2 separate regions of the Rattus norvegicus genome follow, and region 1 is linked to region 2. Evidence: chromatin contacts called from public Hi-C data. All regions are on one chromosome and are shown on one strand. Each heading gives the region's core, a stretch centred on a gene start, on an enhancer-like site or on the middle of the called end of the contact. The rest is flanking DNA. Distances are from core to core; before and after follow the strand shown.

The links. Hi-C and Micro-C count contacts between places; a contact is called where the count stands out from the background.
Region 1: a Hi-C map of prefrontal cortex shows a contact between it and region 2, with 2.7 times the contacts expected there. The contact joins the enhancer-like site here to the promoter of Mt2A in region 2. A contact is called at or near these places in 7 of 12 Hi-C or Micro-C datasets (the A7r5 cell line, frontal cortex, hepatocytes and 3 more) and 1 of 1 datasets of contacts at active chromatin or transcription factors (oligodendrocytes).

Annotation. Positions count from the first base shown.
Region 1 is chr19:10,897,781-10,901,889 of GRCr8, forward strand. No RefSeq gene overlaps it. Among named protein-coding and RNA genes, the nearest start is that of Bbs2, 16 kb to the right of the region's middle. Within about 2 kb of position 1,976, at least 47 of the 93 cell types and tissues checked have an H3K27ac peak or open chromatin away from gene starts, as enhancers often do. A contact at or near this core is called in prefrontal cortex, where this site is marked.
Region 2 is chr19:10,836,528-10,840,489 of GRCr8, forward strand. Mt2A (metallothionein 2A) reads right to left here and starts at 2,181. Exons shown (of 3, transcript NM_001137564.2): 1 at 2,092-2,181; 2 at 1,763-1,828; 3 at 1,407-1,633. The coding sequence starts at 2,119. The coding sequence ends at 1,542.

The DNA.
Region 1 (4,109 bases), core at 726-3,225, 61 kb after region 2:
TGTGAGAGTGTGTGTGTGAGTGTATGTGTGTGTGTGTATGAGTGTATGTGTATGAATGTGTGTGTATGAATGTGTATGTGTGTGTAGGGAGGGGCATGAAGGGGAGATGGCCACTGGTGAAGAGCTTAATGCTTACGCAATAGGACTTACACTCGAATCCTCAGCACTCATGAAGAAAAATAAATGGGCATGGTGTGTATTTGTAATCCCAGAGGCAAAGGTGGGAGGATCCCAGGGACTTGATAGCCAGCTATTCTAGCCAATCTATGAGCTCCAGGATAGGTGAGAGACCCTAGAGAAGCAATTGAGAAAGGCAACTGACATTACCCTGTGACCTCCAAAGGCAAAGACATGGTCTCTCTCTGTCTGTCTGTCTGTCTGTCTGTCTGTCTCTCTCTCTCTCTCTCTCTCTCTCTCTCTCACACACACACACACACACACACACACACACACACACACACACACACACAAATGGGTGCATCCTGAGATGTACAAGATGCAGGATGCTGGCATCCTAAGAACCTGGTTAATGAGTTGCAGGTGCCCTAGTCCCATCAGTAGGCTAGCAACGTGGGGGGCAAAGCCTCAGCTTCCAGAATACAGCAAAACTAGGAACAATATCTTGCCTCTCCACCCCCCCCCCCATTCTCACAATAGCTTTCGGTGGCCTAGATACTGCCTCTGCTAGGATCTGAACCCAAGCTCCTCCGGAAGAGCAGCCAGTGCTCTTAACCGCTGAGCCATCTCTCTAGCCCCTACGTGCAATATCAGATGGGGTTCGTATGCACAGATTTAAGAGGCTTTTGCCCTTCCAGGTGAGGGATCCTTTGTCAGAAACCTGACTGCTGAACAGAAGTTAGCTGAGGAGGGCTGTGGAAAACTATCGTACATGGAGGTAGCTTTCAGGCTCGGGAGCTACAGGGAAACAAGAGGGCAGGCTAGAATTCACAAACCTGGGCACACTGACGCTGGCCAGAGCCCAGAGCTTAGGGCCGTGTGGAACTAGCAACTTGGAATGCGGTGGGGCTAAGTCACAGAGACTTTGGAACTAGGATAAAAGTTCTGTTTTGGGGCTGGAGAGATGGCTCGGCGGTTAAGAGCACTGACTGCTCTTACGGAGGTCCTGAGTTCAAATCCCAGCAACCCCGTGGTGACTCACGTTCATCTGTAATGAGACCTGATGCCCTCTTCTGGTGTGTCTGAAGAGAGCAACAGTGTACTTACACACATAAATAAATAAATCTTTTTAAAAAAAAGAGTTTCTGAGCTTCAACTCAGAAAGAAATATTTGGGTTTGATTACAGAACTCTACATTTCAGAGGTTTTCTTCTTGGTGTGTGTGTGTGTGTGTCTCTGTGTGTGTGTGTGTGTGTGTGTTTTAGCTTAGTCTTTTTTAGGAGGCAGGGTTTCATGGACTCCAGGCTAGCCTCGAACTCACTATATAGCCGAGGCTATCCTTGAACTCCACATCCTTTTCCTTCTACTTCCCAAATTCTGGGATTACATATATGCCCCACCACACACAGTTATTTTCTTGGTGTTCTGTCCTTAGACAAGAAGCCTGGCCAATCACTTCTAATTCTGGTGCCAGCATCGCACTTGCAAATGCTCAGCTCCAGCAAAAGCGGGTCCTTTGCACGTCCATATCTGGGACAAGAATGCTAGTGTCAAGAGATAATCTACCTAAAAAAAAAAAAAAGAAAAAAAAGAAAAGAAAAGAAACCATCCACCTGCAGAATGAGGGTTTGATTCCCCATTATCTGAGTCCAAAGCCTGGGCTCTGTTCTTAACAAAAATATGGTCAAATGATGACTGACAGCCAAATATTAGGGAGGAAAAAAATGTTCTATGGAGCTTCCCTTGTCCATGCTAGAGGAGCAAAAGCAAAATCCTATCTCTGCCATACACAGGGCTATCACAGCCAGCTGAGTGGGAGGAGCTGGAGCTTGGCTGTGCACGTTGCTAGCCTACTAATGGAACCAGGGCGCCTGCAGCTCTCATTAACCAGGTTCTTAGGATGCCAGCATCCTGCAATGCTTTTCTCTTCCAGAGAACACTGAAAGGCCTCCTGGAATGGATATAGCACAAAAGGGCTCTTTGGGGCCTGCTGGAGAATGAACCGTTCTGTTCTGAACAAAGAGAGAAATGCAGAGGCTCTGGGAAGTTTTGTTTCTCTGATGTGGGCAGGCAGGCATGCCGCAGTCTTGGGACAGGCATGGGATGGGACAGGCAGACAGGAGGGACAGGGAGTCCTGGATGCAACGGCTGGGGTTAATGATGGCCTCTGGCGGTATAGCTAGAGGTACCTGAAGAAGAGCTGAGCTGGGCTGGGGATATACCTCAAAGGTAGATCACTTCCCTAAAACGTGGGGGTGGAAGGGGCACTGAGTTCAGTCCACAGCACTGAAAAATTAGAGTGGAAGCCTTGGGTGTGATAAGACATACAGTGGTCTAGATACAGCAGAGGTGCAGGTCTACAAAGGGCTCAACTGGGGACAAGGGACTAAAGGGTTCCCCAGGGGAAAGGTGAGTTTGTGTGCTGTCCAGGAAAATCATGGAGGGAAAAAAAAATAATACAAATGTCAGTTAGAACCAGTGAGATACTCATCTCCATTTATGCTAATAGAGATGCAAATTAAAGTAACAACCAGAAAACATTTCAATGATCAGTATGATAAGCAGAGATCCAAAAATTAAAGGCATGTTCATGGAGCAGCTTTGGGGAAGCAGATGTGTTTAGATATGGGTTCCCTGAAACATGAGCCGCACCAGAATATTCAAATGCTGTCTTGCTTTTAAGACATTAGGAAAGGCCTACATGTCCATGATAATGGGAATGGGGTTCAATGAATTCAGTCAGTATGTCTGGAGATGAAGGGTCTGGAAGGCGTAGCATCAACTGGGAGAAATATGCACCGGTGAGAATGGTCATGAGCAAAAGTGATGCGTATCTGTGCTCCTGTAGAATTCACATTCAGAGGGAGGGCAAAAGGAAGAAATCCATCACCATGTTGAGCGTATGGTTTGTTAGAAGGTGGCAAGGGCATAGAGTAAGAGGACTTAGAAGTTGCTGGAAAGGCACAATGGGGTAGTGAAGGCATTCAAGAGGACTGCCACAAGTTCAAGGCCAGTCTGGACTATACAGAGAATTCAAGGCAAGCCTGGGCTATATACCAAGACCCTGTCCAAAACAAACAAAAGTGCTGGGGGTGTGGTGGGGGGAGTGGTCATGTGCTGTATACAGCAGAGGGGGACAGAGCAGGCTCCGGAGAGAAGACTGTGGTCACAGGCAGTGCAAATAGGGCAGAGATGGGAAGTGTAGGGACAGGCAGGGGCAGCAGTGTCCCTCAGGCTTGGTCAGCTTTTCACTGGTGTGGATAAGACCTGCAAGAAACCTGGCTGTGGGGAAACTGAAGCCCAGGCACACAGAAGAAGAAGGAAAATGAGGGCTGGAGAGATGGCTCAGCGGTTAAGAGCACTGGCCGCTCTTCCAGAGGTCCTGAGTTCAATTCCCAGCAACCACACGGTGGCTTATGACCATCTGTAACAGGATTGATGCCTTTTGGTTCTGTCTGAAGACAGCTACAATGTACTCATATTCATTAAATAGATGAATGAATAACAAATCCATCTTAAAAGAGAGAAGGAAGGAAGGAAGGTAAGGTGCAGTCCAGCATCCTCTGCTCACCAGAGCTTTTAGACTGTTTACAGAAAAGGAAGTCCCTTACAGCCTTAGTGCATATGAGAAGGAAAAGCAAGAGATTATCATGCACACTTCACAACGGTTAGTGCCTAGGATGAGTAGTTTTAGTGAATGGTGAGTGTCTTGCCTGCATGCATGTATATGCACCATGCATGTATGTGCACCGTGTGAATGTAGTTACCTATGGAGTGCAGAAGAGGCTTCTTGGGCCTGGTGTTACAGATGGTGTGAGCTGTCATGTGGCACTGGGAACCAAACCCAGATCCTCTTTAAAATCATGTGCTCTTAATTAGCTAATTGAAAATAGATTTTAATGAAAGACAAAGGGAGGGGATCTGGAAGGGAGGTGGGGGGGAACTGGGAGGAATAGAAGGAGGGGAAACCGTAATCAGAATATATTGCCGTG
Region 2 (3,962 bases), core at 931-3,430:
CTAGCTCCTGGGAAGATGCTAGTCAATTCCTTCCAAATTTCTAGTTACTTTGCTTAAATTGCCAGGGGTTGGTATGGAGTGAGGGGTAGGTAGATTTCTGCCTGACCTTGAGAAGAACTTCCAGACTGACAGCCAAGTCCTATCACAGGGCTCTCTGGAAGAGGAAAAAAAAAATCCTGTCCGTGTCCCTGTATACCAGAGATGGGCAGTTCCTCATGGGAGCTCTAGGTTGGACATGTGCCATTTAGTCTCCAAACTGCAAGGCACACCCTTGGATATTTATAGTGTTTACAGTACTTTTCATGGTTTTGTTCACGTTACTGATGTCTTTTCTGCTTGCATTACGCCAGAACGCGTAAGATCTCATTACAGATGGGTGTGAGCCACCATGTGGTTGCTGGGATTTGAACTCAGGACCTCTGGTGAAGAGCAGCCAGTGCTCTTAAACCGGTGAGCCATCTGTCCAGCCCATGTTATTGAATTTTTATAAATGGGTTTTAAGGGGCTGGAGAGATGGCTCGCCAGTTAAGAGCACTGGCTGCTCTTCCAGAGGTTCTGAGTTCAACTCCCAGCAACCACATGGTGGCTCACAGCCATCTGTAATGAGATCCGATGCTCTCTTCTGGTGTGTCTGAAGATAGCTAGAGTACTCATATATACATTTTTTAACTGATTTTTTAAAATTTTTTTATTTATTCATTTATTATATATAAGTACACTGTAGCTGTCCTCAGATACACCAGAAGAGGGCATCAGATCTCTTTACAGATGGTTGTGAGCCACCATGTGGTTGCTGGGAATTGAACTCATGACCTCTGGAAGAGCAGTCGGGTGCTCTTAACCGCTGAGCCATCTCTCCAGCCCTGATTTTAAGCTGAGCCTGTAATCCCAGTACCTAGAAGTCTGAGGCAGGACTGCAAGTTCAAGGACCATTTTAGGTTACACAGTAAGATGGTCTCAAAATCAAAGGTTAACAGAATTTGAGACCAAGTTGGCTTCGGAGTTGCACCGATCCTTCTGCCTCAGGCTCCCAAATATTGGGACTACAAAGAGGAGTCGTATGAGACTCACTCCAACTTTTATTTTATTTACCAAAGCTTATGAACAGGTATTTCATACTGCTTTAAGCCTAATAATCCAAAATTAAACCAGAATCATTATGCATCTAGGGGTAGGAGTGTGGCTCATTAGAGCACCCTGGTTTATAAGCAGGAAGCTTTGGGTTTAATCCCCAATATACACATGCCCACATTTGTGACCAGTACATGTTTCTGCCCACCATGTTCGAGACTATCAAAGTCCAGAGGGGTCATCAATCCACTTATCCCAAATCAAGGTGCACCAATCCCATTTCAACGCCTCTGCCAGCCCCTTATTTCCAATGAACACAGACAAAGCTGGGTTAATCAAGTCAAGTTTTTTTATTTTATTGTCAGTTACATGCTTTATAGAAAAAAGTGTGGAGAACCGGTCAGGGTTGTACAAAAAAAGGCTAGGTTCCTACGTTGTTTTATTTACACCATTGTGAGGACGCCCCCACTTCAGGCGCAGCAGCTGCACTTGTCCGAAGCCTCTTTGCAGATGCAGCCCTGGGAGCACTTCGCACAGCCCACGGGGCAGCAGGAACAGCAGCCTGGGGGAAAAAAGTTGAGCGTGAGCGAGAAACCGAGTTAGAGGCACCCTGGACGCTCTGGGAAGGTGCGGCGGGCTAGGGACCGCAGGGGCGCGAAGGGAAAGGGTAGAGAAAATAAATCCAACTCACTTTTCTTGCAGGAGGTGCATTTGCATTGTTTGCATTTGCAGGAGCCAGCGCAGGAGCAGGATCCATCTAGAGGAAGAAGGCAGGGAGCGCGGTGAGCGGGACCCGGGCATAACTGAACACAGTTCTCCAAAGAACTCGGGTGCAAGCCAGCCAGCTTGGGCGAGCCATTATCTCAAGGACTAGTTTAAAAGGGGCGGGAGTGTTCCAGAATTCGTTCGGAAGGAGCAGCCAGTAGTACCCTAAAAGTAGTTACCAGAGTAGGGGCCCAAAAGTCCGTCCTGCTCTCCCAGAAGCTCCGGTTACAGAGGCCCGTCAGCAGCCCCCCTTACCTGTGGCACAGGAGCAGTTGGGGTCCATGGCGAATGGAGGCGGCAGTTGGAGATCAACGAGAGATCGCTGTAGAGTTCTAGGAGCGTGATGGAGAGAAGCACGCGGAGCGCGACCTTTATAGCCCAGAGTATTGGGTCGCGCGCAAAAGCTCCGCCCGGGTGGCGGGGCGCCACCTGCCCTCCTCCCCACTGCCTGCACACGCCCTTCTTCTGGCTCAAGGGAAATGGCCCGCACATGCCCGGGAGCCTGCGCACGACCCGAAGTCTGCAAGCATCCCTCCTTTTGCACGTGGGTACAGAGCCTGCACACGCCCCCGCGCTGAGTCACACCCCCTTTCTCCTGGCGCAGGGACTGAGAGCAAAGGGCTGAGCGCAAAGGGTCTGCGATCCGGTGGGGACCGGTTCCAGGAAACCTGCTCACGTGCCCTGGGGCCCAAGTGGCCGGGTGCAGAGGAGTTGCGGGACATCGAGCCCCCTGCAGCGTCCACGGGGACACAGTCCCCACAGCACGTCTTGAGTGCTAACTTGGGTGAAAGCGGGGCTTGGAGACCCCGCATACAGGAAAACCTAGCTGACAGTGTGAACAGGTAACAAAAACCAGCCCTAGCCCAGACTTTACCGGCCTTGGTTACGTACCCCCTGCGTGTCACGTACCCCCTGCGTGTCACGTGCTGGGGGCACTGTTAGGGCTCTCATTTTTCCTTACAACATAGCTTGGGGTGTTCATTATTTTCACAGTAGAAAAGTGGAAACGGAGGCGCAATCACATAGTCATTAGCCCAAGATGAATGGAGGGTTCGAATCCACTGAGACTCCAGCCAGTTGTCAGAGACTAGAGACCATAAAGACACAAGCCTTGTGCTAAGGATACTTATTCTTGGTGGGGGGGGGGGCAGAGAGTGAACAGGAAAAAATGATGGGGGTCTCTGCTGGAGGTGGAGAGCAGGCCATTCTGGGAGGATATGAACTAGGACTCTGCGCAGGTGTTGGCCAAGCAGAAAGGGCCAGATCGTAGTGTTCTGAAAGACAGGGATGGAAAGCCCCACTAACCCTCCCCACCCCCACCCACGGTGGATGCTGAGGGAAAGGGTGGAGACGGCAGCCAAATTTTCTTTCCCTGGAGGCATATGGTGTTTCCCCTCTTGCATAAGACTGCTGAAATCAGACTCAAAGTCGTAGATGGAATGTCTGTCATTTGAGAAGGCAGGAAATGTGTTACCGGAAGCTCAGGACAGGCTGTCCTCTCAGCCCTTACTGTAAACTGGGGCACTGCCTTCTTGGCTCAGCCCAAGCATCACTTTCTCCTGGATCCCCATGGCTGCCCATGGAATGTGTGGAAAACATCCTGTTCTTTCCTTTCCTGGCACTTTCCGTGGTTGCCCTGGGTATGAACTTGAACCGGATTGATTTCTGTGCTCCAGTGCTCCCTTTCCAGACTGGTCACAGAGCAATCTTTGCCCCTGTTGGGCTGTGACTTCCAGCCTCAAGCCAGGATGTCGTTGGCAGTCGCGGCTCGCAAAGTCCGGTAAACTCATGGAGCTAACCCACCGTACTGTTATTCCTGCCCAGTTCCCACTTCCCGTTAGGACTTAGATTTAGAAAATGAAAGTAGGTAGGTTGGATGTATTGGTCAGTGCCGTTAATCAGAGCACTCAGGAGGCAGAGGCAAGTAGAATTCTATGAGTTCAAGGCCAGCCTAGTCTACACAGTGAGTTCCAGTCGTCCAGCTTTGGTTACAAACAGAAAAATACAAGCAACAATGAAAAAGAAAGTCAGGTTTGGGTGGTGTGACCCAGGCCTGTAATCTTAGCACCTCGGGAGTCCCAGCCAGGGTTGTGAAATTTGTCACTCACTGAAGGAAAAACACCACA